2 separate regions of the Mus musculus genome follow, and region 1 is linked to region 2. A link is a contact called in public Micro-C data. All regions are on one chromosome and are shown on one strand. Each heading gives the region's core, a stretch centred on a gene start, on an enhancer-like site or on the middle of the called end of the contact. The rest is flanking DNA. Distances are from core to core; before and after follow the strand shown.

What was found. A called contact is a pair of places that touch in the nucleus more often than the background predicts.
Region 1: a Micro-C map of trophoblast stem cells shows a contact between it and region 2, with 2.0 times the contacts expected there. The contact joins the enhancer-like site here to the promoter of Msx2 in region 2. A contact is called at or near these places in 1 of 39 promoter capture datasets (second pharyngeal arch cranial neural crest), 5 of 484 Hi-C or Micro-C datasets (embryonic stem cells, nephron progenitors and trophoblast stem cells), 5 of 115 datasets of contacts at active chromatin or transcription factors (double positive thymocytes, embryonic fibroblasts, embryonic stem cells and 1 more) and 1 of 9 other capture datasets (pancreatic islet).

Annotation. Positions count from the first base shown.
Region 1 is chr13:53,511,711-53,519,168 of GRCm38.p6, forward strand. All of the region lies in intron 3 of Gm34022 (a long non-coding RNA gene), which reads right to left. Among named protein-coding and RNA genes, the nearest start is that of Gm40952, 11 kb to the left of the region's middle. Within about 2 kb of position 3,026, at least 30 of the 459 cell types and tissues checked have an H3K27ac peak or open chromatin away from gene starts, as enhancers often do. A contact at or near this core is called in embryonic fibroblasts and trophoblast stem cells, where this site is marked.
Region 2 is chr13:53,469,899-53,477,053 of GRCm38.p6, forward strand. Msx2 (msh homeobox 2) reads right to left here and starts at 2,882. Exons shown (of 2, transcript NM_013601.2): 1 at 2,434-2,882. The coding sequence starts at 2,812. It overlaps Gm33763 (a long non-coding RNA gene), which reads left to right. Exons shown (of 4, transcript XR_873406.2): 2 at 4,077-5,900; 3 at 5,978-6,028; 4 at 7,155.

The sequences.
Region 1 (7,458 bases), core at 1,776-4,275, 42 kb after region 2:
CTAGGTTAATAAGGCTGACCTAGGGTTCTTTGGTATCCTCCTGCCTCTGTCTTCCAAGTGCTGGCATTACAGGACTGCGTTACCAAAGCCAGCTGCAGCTTTATGTTGGATTTCCAACAGCCATGTTTGTCTGTGGGCTTGGCATTTCCCTCCATCCTTTTAAAAATACACCAGCTTCCCTATTATTTTTGTTTGCTCTCTTTGTTGACTGTAAAAAAATAGGATGTTGCCTACAGCAGCATTATGGAAAGACCAAAGGCAGGCAGGGTGGTATATACTTATAATCTCACCACATGGGAAGGCGAGCCCGGCTGATCGGGAGTTCAAGGACAGCTTTGGCTAGAAGAGGCCTTGTCTCATAAAACCAAAATAAAAGTAAAATAAGTTAAAGCGAAACCCCAGAAAACTAGAAGAAAAAAAAAAGCTTTTAATTCTTCACTTGCCAAAAATAGTTTACTTTGGGTGGGTTGACTTTTCACCTTGCCTAAGATATTTGTTGTTGTGGGTTTTCATTATTTATTTATTTATTTTTGTGACTCACTGAGTTTAATTAGGTTTTCTTGCATGGCCATGGAGGAGGATTATTACGATCTATTTACTGGAGCACGGATAACTTACTAGTGGGTGAAAGCGGTCTCCCTCTCCAGGAGGATCATTTCATTACCAGTAGCATCTCAGGGAGGGGGTGGGGGCTTATAAGCCCCTCCCCCAACCATGCTGGACTGTTGCTGGTCTCAGTCTTGTGTAGGTTGCCAGAGCCACTGTGAGCTTGTGTGTCAGAAGGACAGTCTTGTTGTCCAGAGGACAGTGTTTCATAGCATCCTCCCCCTCCTCTGGATCACACATTCTTTCTGTCCTACCCTTGTAATGATCCCTTATTCTCAGACATTACGGGGATGCCCTGTTTAGGCTTGAGCATTTCTAAGCCACTTATTCTCAGTACCAGTTATGAGTCTCTGTGTTAACCACATCCCACTACAAGAGTCACTTCTCTGACAAAATTTGGCTGCAGTAATAATCTATGAATATAAACACAAACTCTTAGAAGACAGCTTGAAAACATGTTTGCTTAATAAAACTACAACAACAGGTAATCCTTTAGGGCCTAAGACTTCCCCAGTGTCTTATTCAGGGGTTGTATTCCTGCACAAAACATCATGACCAAGAAGCAAGTTGGGGAGGAAAGGGTTTATTCAGCTTTGTACTTCCACATTGCTGTTCACCACCAAAGGAAGTCAGGATAGGAACTCACACAGGGCAGGAATTTGGAGGCAGGAGTTGATGCAGAGGCCATGGAGGGATGCTGCTTATTGGCTTGCTTCCTCTGGCTTGCTCAGCTTTCTTTCTTATAGAACCCAGGACTACCAGCCCAGGGACTGCACCATGCACAAGGACCTTCCCACCCTTGATCACTAATTGAGAAAATGCCTTACAGCTGGATCTCATGGAGGCGTTTCATCAAGGGAGGCTCCTTTCTCTGTGATAACTCCAACTTGTGTCAAGTTGACACACAAAACTAGACAGCATACCCAGCCAGGAGCTTTTAACCAGGTTTAAAGTATTAGTCATGAATTTCCTTCTGTGGAGCAGGTCTGAAATCCAAACATAAAGTGATTGGTTACACCCAAAACAGCTGTGCCAACATCACACCAGTAGAGGAGCCAGTAGGGAGGAAGCTTTTAGCTCATTTCCAGCTCAATTTTTTTTCTGTTGGGCAAAGTGTGTATAATTGACTTCAGCAAAAGAATCTTATCATCTGGATCTGATGGGGATGCGAGAGAAATGTCAACAGACTCTCGGGTTTCCTACGATCATCAAGGAGCTTGGCCAGTAAGTTTACTGTTGTTGTGTCTTTGTTTGGATTATCAAGGTAATATCTTCATAAAGGGGTTTAGACAGCGTGCTTTCTTTTCTCTTTTATCCAATAGTTTAGGAAGCATTGGTGTACTGGCTGGTTTTATGTGTCAACTTGATACAAGCTGGAGTTATCACAGAGAAAGGAGCCTCCCTTGAGGAAATGCCTCCATGAGATCCAGCTGTAAGGCATTTTCTCAATTAGTGATCAAGGGGGGAGGACCCAGCCCATTGTGGGTGGTGCCATCCATGGGCTGGTAGTCCTGGGTTCTATAAGAAAGCAGGGTGAGCAAGCCAGGGGAAGCAAGCCAGTAAGTAGCACCCCTCCATGGCCTCTGCATCAGCTCCTGCTTCCTGCCCTGTGTGAGTTCCTGTCCTGACTTCCTTTGGTGGTGAACAGCAATGTGGAAGTGTAAGCTGAATAAACTCTTTCCTCCCCAATTTGCTTCTTGGTCATGATGTTTTGTGCAAGAATACAAGCCCTGACTAAGACAGTTGGCATTAGTGTTCCTGGAAGATCTGATAAGTTTTCTCCATTGGAGCCTCTGAGCCTAGTCTTCTATTAGTTGGGTGATTTTTCATTACTGATTCAATTTTGCTTCTTGTTATAGATCTGCTTCAACTTTCTATCTTATCTTGTTTTCATTTTGGCAGTTCAAATGCATCTGGAAACTCATCTGTTGCTTTTAGGTGCCCCAATTTAGTGGAATGCATATTTATGGAGTATGACCAACAATTTTCTGGGTTTTGTTTTCATCTCCTGAAATGACTCCTACTTCATCTTTATGTTTTACTGGTTTTGTTTTCTTTCGTTTTCTTCTGGTTAGCGCAGCTAAGCATTTTTCAGTCTTCTTTGTCTTTGGAGGATTCTTTGCATGGCTCTTTCCTGAACCTAACGATTTCTTTCCATCTGCTGATTCGTGCTTTAACTTGTTTTTCTTTTTTCCAGGGCTTTCATGTGCATTAATTAGGTTATTTGTTTGAGAATTCTCTGACTTCCCTCCCCTCCCCTTCCCTCCCCTCCCTTCCCTCCCTCCCTTCCTTCCTTCCTGTCTGTCTGTCTGTCTTAAGTTGCATCTGTGTATGTTTGTCTGGGTGTGGGTATGTGCTCATGACTGTAGCTGAGGCCAGAAGACAACAGCAGATTCCATGGAGCTGGAATCACAGTGGTCATGAGCTGCTTACTGTGGGTGCTGGGAAGTGAACCACATTCCTCTGTAAGAGCAGTAGACACTCTGAACTGCTGAGTCATCTCTGAACTGCTGAGTCATTCTTTCAGCTCCAATCCTCTGACTTCTAAATATAGGCATGTATAGGCATGACTGTCCCTCTTAGGACCACTTTCATTATATCCTATAATTTTTCATATGTTGGGTTTGCATTTCCCCCTGATTCTAGTATTTTCTAAATTTCTCTCTTGATTTATACAATGACCCATTCATCACTCAGCAGCAGGTTGTTTAAACTCCATGTTAATCTCAAAAACAACAACAACAACAAAAAAAAAAAACCCAAACCAAGCCAACCAACCAAACAAACAAAAAAACAAAAAACAACTGGGTTGTTTCACCACTATGATCAGATAATATACAAGGAATTCTTCCAGTTTTTTCCTGTTTTTCTGTGTTAGGACTTGCTTTGTAGCTGGGCAGTGGTGGCTGATGCTTTTAATCCTAGGACTCAGGAGGCAGAGGGAGATGGATCTCTGTGAGTTTGAAGCCAGCCTGATCTACAGAACTAGTTTAAGCACAGTAAGGGCTACACAGAGGCCCTGTCTTGAGAAACAAAAAACACAAAAAGACTTGCTTTGTTTCTTAATATATAATCTGTTAAAGACAGTAGTCTCAATGGGCTCCTGAGGAAGTATCTATTCTGCAGTGTTTAGATGGCGTATTCTATAGATGTCTGTTGAGTTCATTTAACCTTTGATGTCATCTAATTAAGACATTTAGTTTTGTTGGGATGATGTTTCAATTGGTGAAACTGGTATATTGAAGTTTCTTACTACCGCTGGGCTGTTCGCTGGTGAACTTGCTTCTAGGAATATTGTTTTATGAACTTGGACACACCTTTGTTTGATGTGTATATGTTTCAAATTGTAGCATTTTCTTGGTGGGTTGTTTCCTTCATCAGTAGGTAGTGACCTTAAGTTATCTGTTCTAAATTCCATTGGATGTCTGTTTGTCAGATATTTGAACAGCCACGTGCCTGTTTCTTCTCCCCATTTGCTTGGAATATCCTTACCCCAGTCTTTCACCCTTAGATAGTGTCTGACTTTCATGATGAGGTACATTTCTTGGATGAAAAAAGAAGGATTCTAGTTTTTGATGAAAGTAAAGCCTATATCTTGACTGGGGAGTTGAAACTGTTTAACAGTTGAAACATTTAAAGTTGTGATAGAAAGATAGGAGTTGAATCCTGCTGATTACTGTGGTGTTTAGTGTTTTCTTTGTCCTCTCTTGTTTGACTCTAAAACTACTTTGGTTTATTCTCTCCTTCAGCCCTATGGATGGGTTTATTTTTCGTCAGTATAAAAGCTTCTTTCTTCACATATCTCATGTAGACCCAGCTTCATGGTCATCACTATAATCTATTTTTAGCACAGAATATTTTACTCTTTTCTTTCAATTGTGATGGACAGTTTTGCTGGGTATAGCAGTCTGTTTGGAAATGGTTGTCTTTTAGAACCTGAAATACATTCTTCCAGGCCCATGACTATCTTAAGCTCCCAAATACTGATGCCTGATGCCCATGATGTATAACCTTTATTTGGGGTTGGGGGTAGTTCTTCAAGTATAAGATGCCAAGACATACTCATTGTGATGGTTTGTATATGTTTGGCTCAGGGAGTGATACTGTTAGAAGGTGTGGCCTTGTTGGAGTAGGTGTGGCCTTGTTGGATCAGGTGTATCACTGTGGGTGTGGGCCTTAAGATCCTCATCCTAGCTGCCTAGAAGCCAGTATTATGCTAGCAGCCTTCAGATGAAGATGTCAAACTCTCAGCTCCTCCTGTACTATGCCTGCCTACATGTTGCCATGCTCCCACCTTGGTGATAATGGACTGAACCTCTGAACCTGTAAGCCAACTCTAATTAAATGTAGTCCTTTATAAGACTTGCCTTGGTCATGGTGTCTGCTTACAGCAGTAAACCCTAGCTTCAAGATTGTTGTGGCTCAAGAAACTCACATTTTAAAAAAGTATCATAGGTGACTCTACATCAGCTCCAAAGTAAAACAGATCACGGTTACCATTTTTCCCTCTTTGGTTTTTTTTTTTTTTTTTTTTTTTTTTTTTAGACAGGGTTTCTCTGTGTAGCCCTGGCTGTCTTGAAACTCACTCTCTAAACTAGGCTTGCCCCAAACTCAGAGAGCTCCACTTGCCTCTGCCTCCCAAGTGCTGGGATTAAATGTGTGCACCACCATTTCCTAGCTCATAATTCCAATTGGGAGGACTTAGGCATTCAGTCCAGGCTTATTTCAATGGTTGATTCCTTCCCACATCTCCTTGTCCTCCCCTTCTTCATGTTGTACCGGAGTCTCTCTATTCAGCCTTGAGTGTCCTGGAATTTGCTATTTAGAACAGGCTGGTCTCACAGAGATCCAGCTACTTCTGCTTCCTGAGTGATGGGCTCCAAGACCTGTGCCATCATGCCGAGTGACTGATACATCTTAATTCATGCATCTAGTAGGTGCCTATTAATTATATTTCTGATTTCCGTTAGGGGACAGACATGTGGTCGATGCTCAGGAAAGACATCACACCAGTTATGTGCAAAGGGCAAGCATAAACAGGAGTTCAACCATTGTGACACAAAGCAAGGAGACAAGGTGTAGTCCCAACATCTCAGGGAAATGGAGCCATTATAAGGTTGTTTGTTCAGTGCTGGTGTTGGGAGGCAAAGGAGGTATGAATAAAGCATCAATATATTTTCTTTGCAGATTCAACCAAGAACAGGCAGAGTCCCCAGGCCTCTCAGGTCCGTGTCTCTCATGTAACCTGGTATTTTCTGTAGATTTGATATTAAAACTGGGTTCATATGGTTTTGTTTGTTTGTTTTCTGTCTTCTTTTTAAAAAGTCTTTAATTGTTTTAAAGACTTGTTTATTATGGATACAGTGTTCTGCCTGAATGTATGCCTGCAGATCTCATTATAGATGGTTGTGAACCACCATGAGGTTGCTGGGAATTGAACTCAGGACCTCTGGAAGAACAGCCAGTGCTCTTAACCTCTGAGCAATCTCTCCAGCCCCAACTGGGTTCATATGTAATCTCACTGCTGTAATCCTATACAAAGCACATGGGGAGGGCTGTCTATCATGTAGTTAGTTCTCACTGAAGCCCAGAGCTACATCTCCTTCTCTTTATTTTGACTTATTTTCCCCAGAGCATCAGAGCTGAGGTTTTCCCTGGGGTCCAGTTGGGAGCAATAGCAACTGTCTTTAGGAGACTTCTGAGGCAGAGAACTTCCTTGGAAAGATAAGGAAAGCTTCCAGGGAGCTGGTTTGAGCAGAGGGTCTGTTCTGTTTTAGTTTTTGACACAGGGCCTTTGCTTTGTACGACCAGGCTGGTCTCAGGTTTATTTATTATGTATCCCAGGATTCCCCCTCTCATCTTGACCTTACTGTTCCAGCCTTGGCATTGATGCAGTTATAGGCATGCGCCACTGAGCCAGAGCATGAGTCTGTTTGTGTATGGATTAGAAGCTTCTCTTTCCCCAATTTCTTTTGAGTTTACTTGGTAGATGCTATCTACACACAGAGTATGTGTCCTGTCCCTTCACCCTGTCTGGAAACACAACTCCAGTAAATATATGCCTCATCAAAGCTCCTGAGATTCCTGGGAGGCTATTTCCAGAGCTTCTTGTCAGGTTATATTTGAGAATCTGTGCCCACGTGTGCCCACACACCTTCCTTACTTATGATTAGAAGTGAAGGCGTGTGTGCCAGCCAGGCAGCCAGCCATACCCCTTAGCTAGACTCAGATTGAAACAGACTGTCTGATCAGAACAAAGACTAGACGTTGAAAGGATGTTGGGGAAGGAGGAAGCAATGTAATTTTGGACTCCTTGACAGCCAATGAAAATGACAGATGGTAAAGCACGTGGTCATACCAGAAGAGACATAATACAAGAATAAGGTACAGACCATGCTAATCCTTACAGCAAAATAGATCAGCTTTGGCAGAGCTCGGAAAGCTATTCAAGACAGGGACGGTTGGTCAGAAGTGAGGTGACAAGAGTTTTGTTGCCTCTTTTCTTCCACATTTAAAAAGTCTGAAAAGGTACATTTATTTGTTTATCCACATGTGTGTGTGTTGGACAGGGGACATGCCATGCATATGGAGGTCAGAGGGCAGCTTGTACAAGCTGTTTCTCCTCTTCTACTATGTGGGTCCTGGACCTCGAACTCAGGTGGTCAGGCTTGGTGGCAAGTGCCTTTATCTGCTGAGCCATCCTGAAGGTGCTACTCTTCCAAAGTAACTGTATGTATATATGTATGTGCATATGTATGTATGTATATTTGTATGTATATATGTATGCGTATAGCCTAGAACAATAAGGAAAATCAAATTTTCAGAGTGTGGTGTCCCATACCCTCAGTCTCA
Region 2 (7,155 bases), core at 1,632-4,131:
AAGGGCAGGGGAGATTTTCCTCTCAGCTCACTGGCCAACATCAGAGCTGGAGACCCAAGGAATTCTCGCCCTTCCCGAGCCCACCCAGGCTCCCTTTCAGACACCAAACTCTTACTGCATACACTTGCTGCTGGTTCTACAGGAGTTTTGAACCAGGGTAGCTTGGGTTACTCTTTGTGGGCCATGGTGACTTATAAAGTTCGGGCCATGGGGACTGTGCTCAGATGGCAAAGCCTTGCCAGGAGAATCTTTCCCCCATCGCTCCCACCTTCTTCCCCCTAACCCATTTTATACCAGCCAAAGAAAGTGTGTGATTAAACAAGGTGAAACAAACTTTTTATCCCGCTTTCTTCAAACCACAAAACCAGGGCCAGGGGTAGGTGGGTCCCTCCCTCCAACTCCAGCCCCCCCCCCCCAGCTGATTCTTGGCATTCTCCGAGCTCATCCTGCTGACACTTCCACCCCCAAGTATCAAAAACCTTGTGTTTCCAAATGAAACCTCCTCCGAAAGCCCCTAGCTTCTCTTATAAAAAGGATTTATCTAGGGCAAGGAAAAACTGCCCACTGCAGAGATGTTACAGAGCCAGTGGGGGCGGGGACACAGTGGGGGTGGGGTGGGGTGGGGTGGGGAACTGCCCCACCAGACCGCCAGGCCTAAGTATGCCAGGATTTCTGACCTTTGGCCACCATACCATTTAAGGCTGAAATCCTGGATGTGTTGTGGGGCATTGCCCCAGGCCTAGGAATACAGGCACTCCAAATTTGTTAAACAAGTTAAGACTCTTCATGTTTCTGAACCTCCATTTCGCTGACAATAAAATGGATAACTACTACTTATCCCTCGGGTGGCTTAGAGAGCTACATGTTGGAGTGCCCAGAGCCCCACTTGGGGGGTAATGAGCAAATCAATGTGCCCAAGAGCTTTTTTTTCCATGGGCCCAAACTGCTGATCCCTCTGAACTCTGCTGTGAAACGGCCTCTTCTGTTAACAAGAGGCTCTCGGCTGCCGCACAAAGGAGATCAGATAAGATAATGTATTGAAAAGCACTGTGCAAACTGGAGTTTAAATTCTTTAAGTCCTTAATCTCTGCACCCTTTCAGCCTTTCAGAATTTCCAGCAGGGTGGAGAGAGACAGCCAGAGGGGACAGCCACTGACGCCTGGGTATATGGTCTTGTTTTGTTCACAAAATACTTTGCATCTCTAGTCCAGAGGGCCGGGCTGAAAGGTAGAAAGGAAGACAAGTTCTCCCCCAGCTGAGCTGGGAAAGTCCCTCCACAATCCCTCTCCCTCTTTCTCAACTTTCCCAAAGTTTGATGGGGGGGGGGGCAGGAAAAAAGGCAACAGAAGAGATAAACCTCAAAGGCCAAGAGATAAAACTAAAAACAAAGTTTCAGGAATGGACCCCAAAGGGATGCTAAGTCTGGAAAGGAAGTCGGCACAGCCTCCCTGGAGGAAGTGGGGTGCAGTGAAAATAGCAATATGGCCATCACCCTCAAAAGAGGGGGCAGAGAGCATGGACACCAGACCCCCATGCCCATTGCAAGTATGAATGGTAACCTGGACCAAGCAAGAGCAATCCTCTAAGCACTAGCCACCAAGTCTGAAGGGGTAGCCACAGGTGGCATGCCTCTGCCTGTACTTTGAGGTTCTAGCAAGCAGCCAAATCTGGCGAACTTGTGGCCACCTCACTGTACATTCTCAAGTTCTGAAGGAATGCTGTTAATTATTACTGTGAACCCAGGAGAGCCCACGAGGGTCTGGCCCAAACTAGCTCCCTGCAACACGCAGAACCTAACCAACAACGGACTAGAATACAAGAAGCTTCCTTTCCGAATCAGTCTCTGCCTGCCACCTTCCCTTCATAGGATGGACACTGGAGTTCGAAGACTACCAAGTATGTCTGCTCCATGTCTGGTTAACTTCCAGTTGTCTAGTCTTTATAGTGGGGTGAACTTCATGGGGCTGCCTGTATATTTTGAAGGCCAGCAAAACCACATTTCAATACTCATTTAAAGTGGATCCCAGCCCGGTGTGGTGGTGCACACCAGTTATTCTAGTACTTAGGTGGTGGAGTAAGATGACGAGTTCAAGACCATCCTGAGCTGCATACCAGCACGGGCCACAGGAGACCCTGACTCAACAAAACAAAACAGCGACTCTCCCCTATTTCCCGGGCAGGTACACAAATATGAAGTTTTCGGAGCAGGGGGCTAAGGACTGCAGAAATCAACAACTTGGTTTGGTTTTCAAATGCCAGCCAGCGCTCAGGTACTGCAGATTCCTCGAAGCTAGGGATTCTGGGATGCGGACCGCCCGCTGAACTGGGGTACCAGGGGGGTCAAGAGCATCATCCTGTTAACACCCGTTCCCCAGCCCCTCTGGGACCCCTCGCGCTGGTCCAGCCCGGATCCCGTCCCAGACGCGCACTCACTGGGCGGCGGGGAGTATCTGCCGGGCTCCTGTATCCACGGTGCTCCGTCTTCGGAATTTTCCGACTTGACCGAGGCGGTCTCGAAGGGCTTGACGAGAGGCCCGGGACTGTGAGCGTCCCGGACGCCGTGTCCCGGCAGCAGCAGCGGCCGCAGGACAGCGCCAGCCGAGGCGCAGTCGGGTGGCACCGCGGGCGATTCCTTGGGCGGCTTCTTGTCGGACATGAGCGCCTCCACGCTGAAGGGCAGGCTGGAGACCTTGACCCTGCGTTCCTCTGCGCTGCCCTCGGCTCCTCCAGGCCCGGGACCCGGGCCGGCCAGTACCGCGGGGCCCTCCTCATCCGACGAAAACAAGTCACCGCCTTTAGTCGGAGAAGCCATGACTTTCTGCGCCGCGTAGCTGTCGGCGCGCGACTCCGCTGGCAACTCTCAAGCGAAGACTCCAACTTTTGGGGGGGGAGCCGGCAGGGGCGCGCTGGGAGCCCAGCCTGTCCTCCGAGGGGAAGTGGGAGACTCGGCTCAACCAACTGGCGACGGCCCTGCTCCTGACGCCACGGACGCTCGCCACCGATTGGCTCTCCCTGGAGAGGCTTGGGGCCCTTCCCCCGCCCCGTTTGAAATAAATTAGGAGTTAATTACAGGAGCAGTCAGCAGAGTTGTTATTAGGCGATCCCTCAAGGGTTATAATCGCCCAAACTGAAAAGTCTAAGGCGTAATTAAAGCCGATTGTTTAAAGAGGAAGCTTGCCGAGTCTCATTTCTTGTCTTTTAACCCCTCTTTAAAGTGTTTCTGGTGCCGATCCCACACGCTCCCGCCTGAGAATGTTGGAAATCTGCGGAGGGCATGGAACATTTATAAAGCTCCCACTATGAGCTCAAACTAGTGTATCTTTGTAACTATAATGGAAAACAATAGCAGCATCTTTACTAATAGAAATAGTTTAGGCATGGTCCTTAGTTGTCTTATCTTTGGAGAGTGTTCCAAGACATTAGCTGTAACTCATTCCTTAAGAAAAGGGACAAAGATGAGAAAGGCTGAGAGGTGGTCAAGGGATATTCAACTAATCTCTACCCTTTCTCCCTTTTTTTTTCCTTTAAAACAGACTCTTGCTCTCCAGCTCTGGCTAGCTTAGAAGTCGCTCCCTATCTTACCCAAGATGGTCCTGAACTTGCTACCCCACTGGCTTCGTCCCTGGTGTTGAGAGTGTAGGTGTGCACCAGCAGACCCAGCGCCCATTGGTTCCTGGCAGCTAATTTACACAAATGATCTCCATTTCATACTCTGTCCAAACAGGACAAGTTTTAGAAACTGTCAATGGGGATATTTTCTCACCCCTTGAGTCTCCTCTCTAGGCCCGTGCAAAAGTGTGCTCATGAGGTTTTTTTTTTTTTTTTTTTTTTTTGAGTTTGTGTTTGTCATTGGAGTTCAGGTGTCAGGATAGCATCTGCCTTGGGAGGTGATGGGCAGGGGAGAAGGGTATTTGTGACATTTAGTGTCTTTATTCTCTCTGCAAATAACAGGGTTCGACTTTGCAAACCCAAAGCCTGAATATCTTTGGGGAAAGCTCATCTCACCTGACTTTGAAATTTTAAGCAGCATACCTATCAGGATCCCACCCTAAAGCACACTCTCTATCTAACTGCAGCCCCAAAGCATCAGTGACCAACTGTATCAATGCATGGAAGAAGAGAGTTTTGAGACAGAGGCCTGAAATAATTCTGCACCTCCCTTGCCCGCAAGCCAGCAGGAGCAGAAAGATCGCTGCAAACAACCCATTTCAGGCTGCAGAAGCTTTTTCATAGATCCAAAAACCCATCCGGACTGGTGGGGGAAAGAAGAGCCTGCTAAGCGCTGGTCCCAAACAGCAAATGCTCCCTAAATACTCCCTCCAGCACCAAAGGGGAGGACCATTGCTCCAAGTTGCTTTCAATGACCAGAGCTTAGCAGGTACCCCAGTTTAGAAGACTTAGAAACTTGACTGCCTAGACCTCCAGATCCTTCCAGCTTACCTCTCTGAAACAGGGACCTTTGCCTCAAACATTTACCCAGAGTGAAATCTCGCTGGTCTGAGGGAACCCATAGATGTAGAAATCTTAGAAGATTAAAAAAAAAAAAGTCTTCACCAGATAATTCAGTTCAGTTTTGAAAGGTTTTCTTTTAATGATAAGAAGTTCTAAATGAGGCTTCTAAAAACCTGTGAAACTTTCTCCTACCACAAGATACAAGTACTTTGTTGTTGCTAACTGGAAGCCCGGGAAAGCCAAAAGAAGACAACGAAGGTGATTTGGAGACATGTATTTTCCCTGGAGTCACATCTGATGATAGGGATCTCAAATACAATACAGGTAAATTCAGATTGAGTTGTATGTCCTCTCAATAAGTGAGGCAAGATGTGGGGTTATGTATTTTGGAAGCAAATCTAAAATTCGTTTAGTCCTCAGCTGCCGAAGAATACAATGAAGTTCACGTTTCAATTGTCCTGAACCCAACCAATGCTTTATAAATAATCGGAAAACTTATCCTTAAAATGTGTTACTTTAGGGGCACAGGTAGAGTCTTAGGAAGTTAAAAAAACAAAACAATTCCATTGGAATGTCTCTATTTTTTTTTTAAACTGTCTCCTTCAGAGGAAAAGTTCAGTCTCTCCTGCACTATTTGGGGGGAAATGCTAAGACACTGAAAGGGAAACGGTGGGGAGAAAAGGAATATTTAGTTTTGACCTCCAGAGTACCAAGCTCTGGCCACGAACAGGAGGCATTGCCAAGGAGACAGCCCCCATCCCTTTGCCAGGCGCCTCTCCAACTCTGCTGGGGTGGAGACCAGGGCTGAAAAAGCCTGAACACGGAAGTTAGCCCTTCGTGGAAAGCCTATCTGCTGCAAGAATTTTGCACACCCTCAAAATATTTTTTCAGGTCTTCCCCGCGGCTCTAAACTGAGGGGCAATCATTCCTCTGCTCGACTCTTATGGGAATTAGCTTCAGTGGGTTTCATAACGTAGAAGGTGTGGGGAATTAGTTTAAAAATATTCTTGTATATCAAAAGCAACATTAATTTACCCAACGCTTTCTTTGTCTAGGGACTCATCACCCGCCTTCACCAACCCCAAAGCAGGACCTTTGTAAAAATCCCTGAACAGAGATTTTTCCCAGCCTGAAAAAGGTGCAGGTTTGGGTGTCTTCCCAGAGAGGAGGGCTGGCTTTGGCACTTAGGACGCACTCTGTAAACTTAAACTCCGGGGTGGTAGAATAATGTTTATGCGCCGTGAACACTTGCAAGCGGCCAAAGTGGGGTTCCAAGCGGAACTCCGCAACAGCGAAGAGTCACCTTTACACCTTGCCCAAGCTCCCGAACTTGAGCAGGACCTCATTTGCTTTTCAAGCACATCACTGCAGGCGGAGACTGTATCTCTGCCTAACCAGGGAAAAGTCTCGGGCTAGGAAGCTGCCCTAAATAGTCATGCAAATAGGAGGTGAGCCACCCTCGAATTCCCCTTGGGCCTAAGCCTGCACCTTCCCTGAGCTTCCCCTTCCCCACTGCATGTCACAGGAGCGGAGACCCTTCGTGGAGCGGCCGCGCACGCGCACCAGGAGCTCCAAGGTGAAGGCAGTCCCAGTAAACCGTGAAGCGTTGAGCACAGACCTGGGCGTTTGCAACCCGGAGGACGGATCGCCGGATCCCAGAGGCTAGGAGGGGCAGGGGGAGGGGCAGAGAAGGCTGTAGACGGGCCAGGGCTGCGGGTAGGCGCCAGGCGCGGGGAGATGAAAGGCGGGCTCCGGGGGAAGGGGCTGCGCCGGGTGACCGGCTCCAGCCGCGCCGGGCGCCCCGCCCCCGCTGCCCGGGGCAGAGGCGGCTGCCCGCGCCGGAGCCGCGTTAATTGCTCTCGGCCCGGCACTCAGCCTTCGCGGAGCCAGGACAACCTCGCTCCAGGAGGAATGACAATTCGCCCTAATGGGACAACCTCACTCCCGGAGGAGTGACAATTCCTTCTAATGGGCCGCTTGTTAGAGGCCTATTCTCCGAACCCGGGTATCAGAAGCGGGCAGACAAATGGGCGCCAAGGGCCGCCAGGAATTCCACCACTGCCCTCCAATCCGTGGACATTCGCTGTGTGACTTCGGGCAAAAGATGGCACCTCTCTGAGCTCATTTTCTTTTTTTACCTGTGCGCTGTGGGAAGGAGGGATAAGGCAGATCAAACCTCCAACTGGGCAGACAAATCCGGAGGGAGCTGGAGGAAACCCCCCTGAGAGCTCCTCAGCAGGGAATTTAGGTAGATACTCGGGGTCAGGGTAGGATTTCCTTAGGCCTGTTCGTTCATATACTTATGATGCTAAACAAGAGGCTGGAGGGGAAGGGCTTTGGCTACAGCCCTACCTAGCTGGTTGAAGGTCTCCAGAGAGGCAAGTTTTGTTGGCTTCCTGACAGTGGAAGTTGAGGGGCAGAAGAGAGAGGGGCTTGAGAACTCAATCCCACTCTGAACCCCTGGAAGAGGCCCAGGAACAGAGGACTGTTGAGTGAGACTCACAGGCAAGCCGCACCTCTGCTAGGCCTGGAGCCTGGAGAGAGAGAATGGCCAGTTCTTGGAGTCCTCACTTAGCTCCTGGCTCAAATGTGACAGTGGCCAAGGGGGTAATGAGCTCCGGTTCTGAGCCTTTGTAGACCTGTTCTCAGGCAGAGCCCCTTCTTGCCTCTGACACCGCTGCCTTCTCGGTTTCCTCTTTCAGA